Regions from separate parts of the Mus musculus genome. Here region 1 is linked to region 2. A link is a contact called in public promoter capture Hi-C data. All regions are on one chromosome and are shown on one strand. Each heading gives the region's core, a stretch centred on a gene start, on an enhancer-like site or on the middle of the called end of the contact. The rest is flanking DNA. Distances are from core to core; before and after follow the strand shown.

What was found. Promoter capture Hi-C pulls out the DNA fragments that hold promoters and counts their contacts.
Region 1: a promoter capture Hi-C map of liver shows a contact between it and region 2, with 2.5 times the contacts expected there. The contact joins the promoter of Itgav here to the promoter of Plekha3 in region 2. A contact is called at or near these places in 3 of 39 promoter capture datasets (frontonasal cranial neural crest, liver and pre-B cells).

Annotation. Positions count from the first base shown.
Region 1 is chr2:83,721,667-83,726,991 of GRCm38.p6, forward strand. It overlaps Itgav (integrin alpha V), which reads left to right and starts at 2,731. Exons shown (of 30, transcript NM_008402.3): 1 at 2,731-3,253. The coding sequence starts at 3,069.
Region 2 is chr2:76,670,666-76,676,639 of GRCm38.p6, forward strand. It overlaps Plekha3 (pleckstrin homology domain-containing, family A (phosphoinositide binding specific) member 3), which reads left to right and starts at 4,650. Exons shown (of 8, transcript NM_031256.3): 1 at 4,650-4,969. The coding sequence starts at 4,930. It overlaps Gm39860 (a long non-coding RNA gene), which reads left to right and starts at 4,976. Exons shown (of 2, transcript XR_866494.2): 1 at 4,976-5,185; 2 at 5,328-5,974. Fkbp7 (FK506 binding protein 7) reads right to left here and starts at 2,433. Exons shown (of 4, transcript NM_010222.2): 1 at 2,141-2,433; 2 at 1,032-1,183. The coding sequence starts at 2,349.

The DNA of each region.
Region 1 (5,325 bases), core at 1,481-3,980, 7.0 Mb after region 2:
CAAGGCTGGAATGGGGATTCACAGTTGTCAGAAACTCGCTCTTTCTGCTCTGTAACTCTTAGATCCTGACCTCCATTGCTAAGCTTCCCATGCTCACAAAGCCGATGTGTAGCTCTTCTCACAGCCAAGCTGTAAGAAGAGAGGACATAGACTGATGGAACCCTTTCTTCCCATCAACCTTTTTGAAGATCCCCCGGGCAACTTATATTGGCATCTTTGGCTGTCTCTACAGGAACTTCACCAGCACCCACACTATCATCTGTAAAGGCTTCTGGTTGCAAGTATTCACTTTTCTCATCAACTTAAAGGAAATACATTTTTAGAAGCTTGACCTTTAATCTCCATTAACCACAAGGTCATGTGTATACAAAAGGGAAGAGGCGGGGGGGGGGGGGGAAAGCATTAGCAATCATTTGTAGATTTGCTGGCCACATTTCAGACTATCCCATGATTCCATTTATTCCACAGTGTAAGCACAAGCGGCCGAAGAGCTGTGCTCTGATGGTTTAGTTTAAGAAATTCTGAAACAGGCATGTGACACACACCTGTAATCCCAGCACCTGGGAAGTGAAAACAGGAGGATCAGGGGCTCAAGGTGAGCATTCTCATCTCGAGGCTCAAGTACATAGAGAGTTTGGGATCAGTCTGGGGTGCATGAAGCCTTGGTCAACATGGGGTCGGGGGAGGGATACTCAGAAATTACAGTTGAGGAGAGTGGAACACTTCTATAATTTCAGTACTTGGGAGACAGAGACAGGAGAATTCCAATTTAACCTGGGCTAATAAATGAGGGTGTCTACTAGCCCACCCCACATAAAAAAAAAGAAAGAAGCAAAATATTTTGTTAGCAAATTGTAAGCGTAGTAGAAATGTTCAACTTTCTGTGTTTAAGTCCTAGTTAGATTGTTCATTTGTGGAAGAAGCACAAAGAATAACTTCCAGACTTGGAATTTTTGTGGTTAAAGAACTGTATTAAGGTGGGATTTTAAATGGCTATAGTTAGAATAAGCTGTGCAGTTTATTCACATGTTAAGAACAAATCTCAAGTAGTTATCATGTAAGAAAATGCCGTAGTTTTTCATTTCCATCCAGTAAAAGGCACGATTTCTTTCAAAAATTGTGTGTGATGACCATCTGAATGAGAAACTGAAAATCCCAGACTTGTCTTTAGTCTCTAGACCTGAGGGTACCCGACTGGCCGGCAGCATGGTTTTCAGAAAGAGATGCAGAGAACACAGGGAGTGCACAGAACATTCTTGCTCTCCACGAATCATTGTCTGCCTCTTAAACCCCACATTCTGATCCCAAATGGTGACAAGGAATGAAAGAGCAACCACAGGGTCTTGTGTATAAGTATCCACACAGGATTTCCTGTCTCTGAGGTGGCTTTTACATAGGTATTAGCCTGTGGCTGATAAGATCTCCCAACAGTTTTGCTGCTTATTTTTTACATTTTAAAAATCAACTTGCTTAACCCAACTAAGGCTATCCACACCCCCACACATGATTACTTATGTTATGAGATGAATGCATGCTGACACTGAGGTGTTTTTTCTGCTGTGTGAGACAGGGATCTTCTTATGTTGACTGGGCTCAGGGGGGCCTACTGCCTCTGTGCTTAGTCTGGGACTGATTTTTAATAACTGTTTTGGGAAAATAGTTCAAATTCTCCACTACTTTACTTGGAAGTATGCAAGGCCTAAGCAATGCATTTATATTTAATCATTTTATCCTATTGACCAAATTCTTCATTCCTTCTTCTTTCTTCGTCTCACCCTTCTCCTCTTCCTCCTCTTCCTTCTTATCTTGCTCCTCCTCTTCCTCTTCCTCCTCCCTTCTGAGACAAGGTCTTACCTGTAGGCCTGGCCAGCCTGGAATTTGCTACACAGACCAGATCCTCCTGCTTCTCACTTCATGGTGCTAGGATTAAAAGCATTTGCCACCACATTAAAAGCATGGATCACCACTCCCGGCCCATTCATCAAATTGTTTAGCACTTGATATACATAGAACACAGGAATACTGAGCAAATTTACAAAAACAAACAAAAAAAAACCAAAAAAAACCAAAACAAAACAAAAAAGACTTATTTTGTGTGTATGGGTGTGACCCACGTACATGCCTGATACACACAGAGGCCAGAAGAAGAATTGGAACTGGAAAGCAAGAAACAGAAAAGAAAAAAGGAAAGGAAGTAAAAGAAAGAAAAGAGAAGATCCAAGCACAGGCTTGAAGTCTTCTGGGTGGATTTGAGAGGCTCATCACCTAAACTTTGCCTTGCAACGTTTTTGTCAGCCAGTGAGATCCAGTTCCACACACCGCATCCGGGAGGAGCTGTGCTAGCCCTCTGGGAGTTTATAATTAAGTTCAGTGTGTGGAGGATGGAAGGGGAGGGAAATGGCATATAATTACAGAGTTCTGTTGGTGAGCGCCTGCCGGGCTAAGTGGCAGAAGTAAGAGAAGCGGATAAAGCTTTCCGCATTCTTAAACAAAAGTCCCTCAGAAGTGCCTGGAGGAACCAGGGAACGGGGTGTGCCTGGTTCTTTTTCTTTTGATTGCAGCCAGTCCCCGGCTTGCAGGGCTTCGGCTGGAGGCGCGCTGCCACTGCCCCCCTGGTCCTTTGGATCTGGGCCGCAGTCCCGGGACAGCCTCGGAGGACCGGCCGCCAGCGCGCACGGAAGTGCGCCCGGCCTTCTCCTGTGGGAGGCCACCGTGAGCGCGACTTCCTCTTTCGGCGGGGCGGCCCGGCCTGGCCGGCTCCTCCTCCTCCCCGGCCTCCTCCCCCAGTCCGGGCTGCTCACGGTTCCGAGGTACTGTGCTCGCCCCGCCACTTCTCAGCGCCAGGCACCGCGCGAGCCAGCGACAGAGCCGGAGTCCCGGGTCGGACACCGCTCCTCCTGGGTGCCGCCCGGCTCAGCTTCGCGCCGCCCGGCCGCCCCGCCGCCCTTGACCGCAAGCGCACAGCACAGCTCGGCAGTTCGGGGGCGCGCAGGCGGCGGGCCGCGGCCACCGAGCACCGGGACAGGGACTGAAGTCTTTCGGCTCTGCGCCCCGCGCGCGCCCCGGCGATGGCTGCTCCCGGGCGCCTGCTGCTACGCCCTCGCCCCGGCGGCCTCCTGCTGCTGCTGCCGGGTCTCCTGCTGCCCCTCGCCGACGCCTTCAACCTGGACGTCGAAAGTCCCGCCGAGTATGCGGGTCCCGAGGGAAGTTACTTCGGATTCGCCGTGGACTTCTTCGAGCCCAGCACGTCCTCGTAAGTGGCCGCGCTCGAGTCCCCAGGCGCCCCCTCCCCCACCGCGCACCCTCAGCGGATCCGCACCCAGCCGCTGGCTCCAGGGTCCTCCCGGCCCCAAACCCGCCTACTCTCTCCATGCCGCGGCTGGCCCAGGTCTGGCATGGATGAAACTTTTGTGGGGATGACCTAACCTGACACTCAGCATCCAGTTTCACCGTGTCCCCAACTTCTTCTGATTGGCTGGGGACAGTGCGAGAGAGCTTTGAAGGAGCTCTGTTAAGCATCCAGGAAAAGTGAGACATCTGTACAGGCTTGTCCTGCGAGACTTTTGGCCATCTCTTGTCATTCCGTAACTTGCTTCACTTGGCCCCAGAATTTTTTTCTTCCGTATCAACCAGTTAGCCTCTTCCTAGTGCTTTTTGCTTTCTGAAATTAGCTCTTCCTTCGTCTGATTCTCTCTCTCTCGCTCTCTCTCTCTCTCTCTCTCGGTTTTTTTCCCACTCCTCTTCTAGACACTCCGATGACTAAAGTGACCAAATTGTTGTATTAATTTGTAAAGGACTATGAGACCTTTGCGCGTTTAAGGTCCACCAGATGAATGGAATGCGTCATCTGCTCCTTTCTAGTCCACTATTTAGGTCATTGTTCAGACAGAGCGAGGGTGTTTGCTGAGTTTTCACTCTCTGCAGGTCACTTCAATGCTGAAGAATACAGCAGGTCACGTAGGCTTTCAAATTACTCACGTCCCGTGTTGCAAAGTTCCTGAGGATTTGTGACGGCTAATGTCGTGTTTTTGGATTAAAGTTGTCTTTGACTCAACGCTGGCATCATTCTCATCCCTACTAGTGTAGGAAACCCCGATTAAATTGATGTTTTTCATGTCTATTACATTGTATTTCCAAAGAAACGGTTTCTTTAGTTACTTCTTAGTGTACCCCTTGGGGTAACAACATATTTTTTTTTTACCACAAACCCCCAACTCCCCCCCCAATTTAGTTTTGGGGAGGTGCAAGGCATAATTTTGATGGGTAGGTGATACAAGGTTCATTTGAAGGTGACCTAAGTATTTGTCTGAGGTAGTTGGGGCAGCCTCCAGGGTTTGTCACCGTTTTCCTGAACACTGATGAGTATCATAGGAACCAGTCCTTAAAGCAACCTGTAGCTTGGGTGGGGTTGGCAAAAATCGACATTGTTTATGTAGAGCACGGTTTGATTCACATTGTCAGTGCTTTCTGTTAGACCTGAGCTCACACTCTCCAAAAAAACAAAAACAAAACCAAAAAACCACAGAAGCACCAATTGCAGACATTTAACCACTCCCGCCATGCGAATGATCTCTTTGTATGGATAGAGTAGAGCTTGGGGTTCTACTCAGGGGCCCAGGCTGCTGAGTCTGTAATATACCTCTGAGCTACAGCCACATCCACTCTATCAGACCGCTTTAGTTAGCTCACTGTTTAAAAGTTTCTCCTTTCCATGTATTTTTTGTTTGTTTGTTTGTTTTTGGTTTTTCGAGACAGGGTTTCTCTGTATAGCTCTGGCCATCCTGGAACTCACTTTGTAGACCAGGCTGGCCTCGAACTCAGAAATGCGCCTGCCTCTGCTTCCCGAGTGCTGGGATTAAAGACGTGCACCACCACACCCGGCTCCATGTATTTTTTTAATTGTATGCTTTTTACATCATGGCCACTGCACTTGCCCCCTGGGTGTATCTTTTAGATTAAATTATACAGAAATTTTTCTGACTGAAAATATATTCTCTGCCTTACAGGAATTAGCAGTTAAATACTTCAGAGTTGATGGAGTGTTTTGCAGATGTTATTACTTTTTACTGTTATTAATTTAGTTGGTTTTTGTTTTTGTTTGTTTGTTTGTTTGTTTTTTTGCTTCTGTTTGTCTATGGCAAAGATTTAGTATCCAAGATACATCCAGAAACATGGCAGGCTGGCAAGCTTTTAATTGTCTTTTGCCATGGAAAACAGCAGTTTTGAGCTGTTGGTGGTATTTACTATTGTTGATTGCAAGGAATGTAACTAATCTTTGGAAAACATATGGATATGCAATGAGCTCATACATTTACACAGTCTCAT
Region 2 (5,974 bases), core at 3,400-5,899:
CCTGACTCCCAAGTTTTAACAACTTAACCTGGCTGCTTACTAATGATCTTTACTGGAAGCACATATGTAATACTAAAACCAAAAATGTCCAAGGGAGCTTATGGAATATACAGTCATCCTAAACACTGTGTCTATGCAGAGGATGAGAGTCTGGCTGGAGGTTGGTACTCCAATGCTGTCTTGTTTTCTTTAGACATGAAACGAAAGGTATAGGATGAATTAAATATAACAAGAATTTGTTAAACAAGTTTCTGTGATGATTTCTTCTGTAACTTTTTAAAATTGACAAAACACACCTAATTTAAAATTTACTTTTTTGTTGTTTTTTTTTTTGTTTGTTTTTCGAGACAGGGTTTTTCTGTATAGCCCTGGCTGTCCTGGAACTCACTTTGTAGACCAGGCTGGCCTCGAACTCAGAAATCTGCCTGCCTCTGCCTCCCAAGGGCTGGGATTAAAGGCGTGCGCCACCACTGCCCAGCAAAATTTACTTCCTTGACTATTTTTAAATAAGTATAAAGTACAATTGTGTTACAGTGCAATCTACATCTAGAACTCTTATCTTGATCACTGAAACACTATGCTATTCAACATCTCTCCTTTAGTCCCAGGTAACCACCCTCTGCTTTTGTGTCTGCTGGCTTGACTATTATAGATACTTCATATAATTGCAATCCTACAGTATTGATATTTTTTTGTGTCTGGCGTCTTTCACTTAGCGGATTAGTCTTTAAGGTTCATCTACACTGTAGCATGAGTCAGAATTTCACTCTTTTGAAAGCCTATGTAATATTTCACTGTGTGCCCTATACCCATTGTTTTATTTGCTCTCCCATCTCTGGACTCTTGGGTTTCTTCCACATCTTGCTTCTTGTGGACTGTGCTGTTACTGAGAACATAGATATGCAAATATCTCTTTGAGACTTACTTCCATTTTTAAAGAATATACAGATTTGTTTTGATTTTTTTTATAAACGACTTATCTTTTTTAAAGCTACTAAAAGATACAGCAAAAAAAAAAACCCACAACTTACCGTAGCCTTCTTTTCCATATGCAAACGAAGGCGGTATAATCACCTTTCTCTTTTCCCCAGGGCACATGTCCATCATAGCAATGTCCAGCCCCTTTATGACATGTCCGACACCAAGAACAAACCATTTGGGGTGGCCTTCATCTTGTGTCCGGCTATGAGAAACCATACTTAGTGTGTAAGTAAGACCATCTCATAAAGGAAACTTAAATACAGCTCAGGCACTTGTTACTTAAGACTGGAATCTCTTTCCCCACATTGCACCCTTCAGAACTCTGTCCTTTGCGAATTGTTTGGATCAAACTTCCCCATAAATTGGCAGAGCATATCATTGGAAAACATTCTGATTTCTGATTTTTGCCGTCCTTACAAAAACTACTCAATGGTTCACTTTTAAAAATGGGTCTCCTGCCTCTAACTAGCTGGATGGCTTGAACAAAATGACTCATTTACCTTCTCTGGGTTTGTTTCCCAAACCAAAGGGGCAGGCTGAGCCCTAAATTTCATTTTAAGAACGACTGAAAAATAGCATCCTGTCAAATTTCTCTTCTACGTTGGAAGAATAAGTTTTCCTCTAAATTGGAAAGAATTGCTAGACTGGAAAGATTGGCCTGTCTTTGAGGGGAAACAGTACAGCTAAACAGACTGCATTCAGTCAGACCGGACTAGGGAACAGAGAGAATGGATGTGATAACCAGAGTTTTAGAAAATGACCCACAAAGTCCAGAAGGAAACGCGGTAGCTTTCTTATACACTCTGTTTGGAATCAGACTTCAGCTCTGGGTAAGGAGAAAGTGTGAATATCTTTTCAAGAAGCCTCTAGATTTAGTTTTCCGGGTTCCAAGGACAGTGGTGGTGGTCAGTGCTCTGCCTGACGTAGTGAGTCTGCAGTCAGTTTACTGCGCTTACATTTCAAATAACTAAAAACATTCAGTTTTGTTTAGGGAATGTCTTCTAATCTAAATCGGCATGAAGGCTTAATTTACTGTTAAAAAACAAAACCAAAAAACCTTAAAACAAAACAACCAGTTAGGCTCTGGCTGCTGCTGCTGGTGGTAGTGGGCAAGATGTGGTCTATCAACTGAACTTGAACTGGACGGAGCATCTCCTACCTGCAGTAGAATTTGGAGCCGTCTTTAGCCAAGTAGCCATCGTAATGGGCATTTAGCAAGTCTCCTTTCCTGCTTGTTTTGGAGCAGTTTTCTGGACGGTGCAAAACTTCTATTTTCACTTCCTCAGTGCTTTCTTCTTTTGTTTGTCCCTGAGCATCGGAACAACACCACAGGCTAAGGAAAACTGCTAGTCTGAATAGGAGATTCATGTTTCCCAAAGCAGCACTCCCAGGCCCAGTGTAAGCCCCACAGAGTGTCAGCAGGCTGATCAGACTGAATTGGGACGCGTGGCAGGCATTGTCCTACGTCACAAAGGTCCAAGGCGGGGCTACGAGAGGCCCCGCCCCCTCTCGCACCAGCAAATCGCCGCCGGTTGGAGTGTGTCTTGGCCGTTGGGTGCTCCGGTTGGCTGTACTCTGGCTAGAATAGCACCGCACACCCTGTCCGCAGGTTTCTTTCGCCTGCAGTAGTCAGACTTGCGTTTCCTGAAATAAAACTGGCATTATGGTGGTCGTTTCTAGGCACTTAGGAGATGCTGCAAAATTTTATGGGCTCCACTTGATGCCCTGATCTTGCCTCTCCAACACTGCCTCTGCTAACGGATTGCTTGAATGGCTTGGTTTTAAATTTTTAAATGCTACACTGACCCATTTGGCCATAGAAAAAGAATAGATAGCTGTAGGATCCTAAATACAGTATTTTTAAAATATTAAAATGTTGGGCCAAGAAATTGATACAAAATGCAAACAGGTCACGGTGGGATATTCTAGTCGTTATTCTTTCTAATCACAGGCTTCTAAGGCCCCTACGGACTTGACAGGCACAGTGGATGCAGACATTTTTGGAAGAATAGGTTCTTGACAATATAGGTTGGCTGCTCTTCTCTGGATATTTGTGGAAGTCCTTGAAGGATATTTTTGGAGGGGGGGATATGGTAGTTGGAGTACTGCGAAAAAAGACTCCAGGCCATGTCTACCGCATGCAGCCAGGAGACTCTCAGAACACACAGTGGAGTGTCTCCAGGGCTTCAGCAGCCCATGCCCGGCATTGCAAAAGATAACTTGTGTTTCTGTCCCTAACCTCTTGAGGCCGCCCTTGAGGTGAAGGCCTTTAGCAGAGAAAAGCTTTTTTTTTTTTTTTTTCTCCCATGAGAATTCATTCACATCAGACAGGAAAACTGACTATTGAACATTTTGTTCCAATTTCACAGCTGGCTAATAGACAACAGAGATTAGTCCAGTCTCTTGATATATCCCCCTTATCCTTTTAGTATGATAAACCTTTCAAACAACACAAAACTCGAATTTTATGGTAAGTGTCAGATGCCCTCCACAGTTGAACTATCATTACTGAACTCTATGTGATTTGTTGAATATTCAGCTCGTCGATTCCCCAAGTGGACATCCCGATCACCCTATTCAGTCAGCCTTCCTGGAAGGATAAGCCAGGGATTTCACTACCTCAATACTGACTCTGCTTTATGCAAAGTAATTGGAATTTGCAAAACTTTCTAAATCTAAAAGTTGTCAAGTGTGTAAGGACGCCCTTCCAAGTGAGATTAAAAAAAAATTAAGAGAAATCCTTTTAAAAACAAAACAAAAATAGGATGCACGATACCTTCTTAACATTTTTCTTCTTAACCTCTTCTTTCCTGTGTGTGTGTGTGTGTGTGTGTGTGTGAGAGAGAGAGAGAGAGAGAGAGAGAGAGAAAGAGAGAGAGAGAGAAGGGGGGTCTGTCTGGCCTAGAAGTCACTGCGTAGACCAGGCAGGCTTGGAACTAACAGAACTCATCTGCCTTCCTCTGCTTCCTAAATGCTGGTATTAAAGGCATACATCGTGATGTATGACATTAAAAGAAAAAAAAATGTGTGTGTGTGTGGGGGGGGGGCCGGGGGGGGGATGCGTGTAACATGGCCCATGTGTAAATGAGGTTCTTTCCTTCCACTGTGTGAGGCCCCCAGGACAGTACTGGTCAAGCTCCCGGAGGCAAGCGCTTTACTTGGAAAGCTATCTTGCCAACCCTAGTTCCATAAGACCTTGTTGGAGGACCTCTCTGGCCTGCATACTACTTTCTTAAAAGAAGGATGTAGCCCAGGCTGGCCTTTGGTCCTTCCTGCCTCAGCCTCTAGAGTGCTGGGATTACAGGGCCTTGCCATTGCTCCAGCTTTTCCTAGGAGGTAACTTCCTACTTCCCCGGAGTGTGAGCACTGGAAGCTCCAAGAAATGAGCAACCCTTGATTTTATTGAAAAAGATCCGAAGGAGGCGAGGCCTTCGGCAGCCGCCTTGTGCAGGATGCCCCGGGAGTTGGTCTGCTGCGGACTGGAGATGTCCGGATGCGGGGCAGCCGGGGAGCGGGGGACCGCGGAGCCGCCCCACGAGGGCGCGCGGCGCAGCCTCGGGCACGCGGCCGTCCCGCAGCCCCGCCGCCGGGGAGGGGTTTCGTGGGCCGAGCCGGCCCCTTTCATCCAGGAAGTGAAAGCGACGTCGGGGTCAATGAAAACAAGCCGGGAAGCCCGAGGGGAAGGAAGGCAGGCGTGCAGGAGGGCAGCGCCGGGGCTCGTGGAGCGGTGGCGGAGCGGGAGGGCGGCGGGCGCTGGGGTCGTCCCGGGGGTCGCCGCGCCGTTCCCGCTGGGGATGTCCGCGCCTCGCGGCCTCCGAGCAGCACGGGGCGCCCGCCGGCCGGGCCTCTGAGGGCCGCCGGGTCGGGGCGGAGGGCTGCGGGCCCGCGCCTCCGCAGCAGCGCGGCCGGCGCCGGGCCAGGAGGATGCGCGGCGCCGGGCTCTGAAGCATGGAGGGGGTTCTGTACAAGTGGACCAACTATCTCACAGGTACGGGGCGGGCGGCGTGGGGCGGCGGGCAGTCGGGCCCTTGGGCACCCCCTGGCAAGCCGCGGCACTCAGTTCCGCGCTCGATGCCCTCCGACCCTTCCACTGCCCCTCGTGGGGCCCATTACGGGCCTCTTCGATTGGGAGTTCGAGACTGCGTACCAGCCTGAGGATGGGACACCACCAAAAACCTGCACTGCCCCTTGTGCCTCGGAAACAGTATCCCATCATCTCTTTTATCCACTGTCTCCTTCATCCACGCTCTATGGACAGCATTTGTAAAGTGTGTGTGTGCATTTGATTTTAAGATTTTTTTTTTTTTTTTTTTTTTTGTATATTCCTTTACATTTTCTTACCACAGGTTTGAAAGTCCACTTGTTGCGGCTGGCTGAGCTCATCAAGTGTGCTTTTGGAAGCTATCCTCAGAGAAGGTTCTTAAGGATTGGTTTTCTGTGAGGTTTGGGAATTTGGGTAATTGTGAGACATAGTGGAAGAAAGCACATTTTTAACACCACGGGAATTCGAGTCATTGTGAGAAATGGTTGGAAGTGCAGCCCAGAAGGAGCGGGCAAGTTTCCCTGGTGGGGTAGTTAGAAGAAAGCTGTTTGTATAGAAATGGGATCAGCAGCAGGGGGCTGTCCCTGCCTGTGATATTGGAAGTCTGGCTTTTAAAACACACCTTAAATCCATACATACTCTGTGATCTTTGTAAGAACTAACACCAAAGGCAGGTGGTATTCATTCAGGACCCCAGTTGGATAGGCCTGGGTGGTTAGCCATTTTGTCCCAGAGGTACTTTCCAACCTCTGAATCCCATGATCTCACTGAACTAGAGGAAAACCGGCGGCTTGAAGGGAATTGTGGGCAGTTCTCAGATTCTTAGTTACAAAGGATGGGCAGTTGTCATCTTGCTGCTGCTCACATACTCTGCCCAGTATTGAGCATCCTGTGATGCACTCAGCTAGTGTTCATCTAACTTGTGGGGAGCTGCAGGCAAACCCTGCTAGG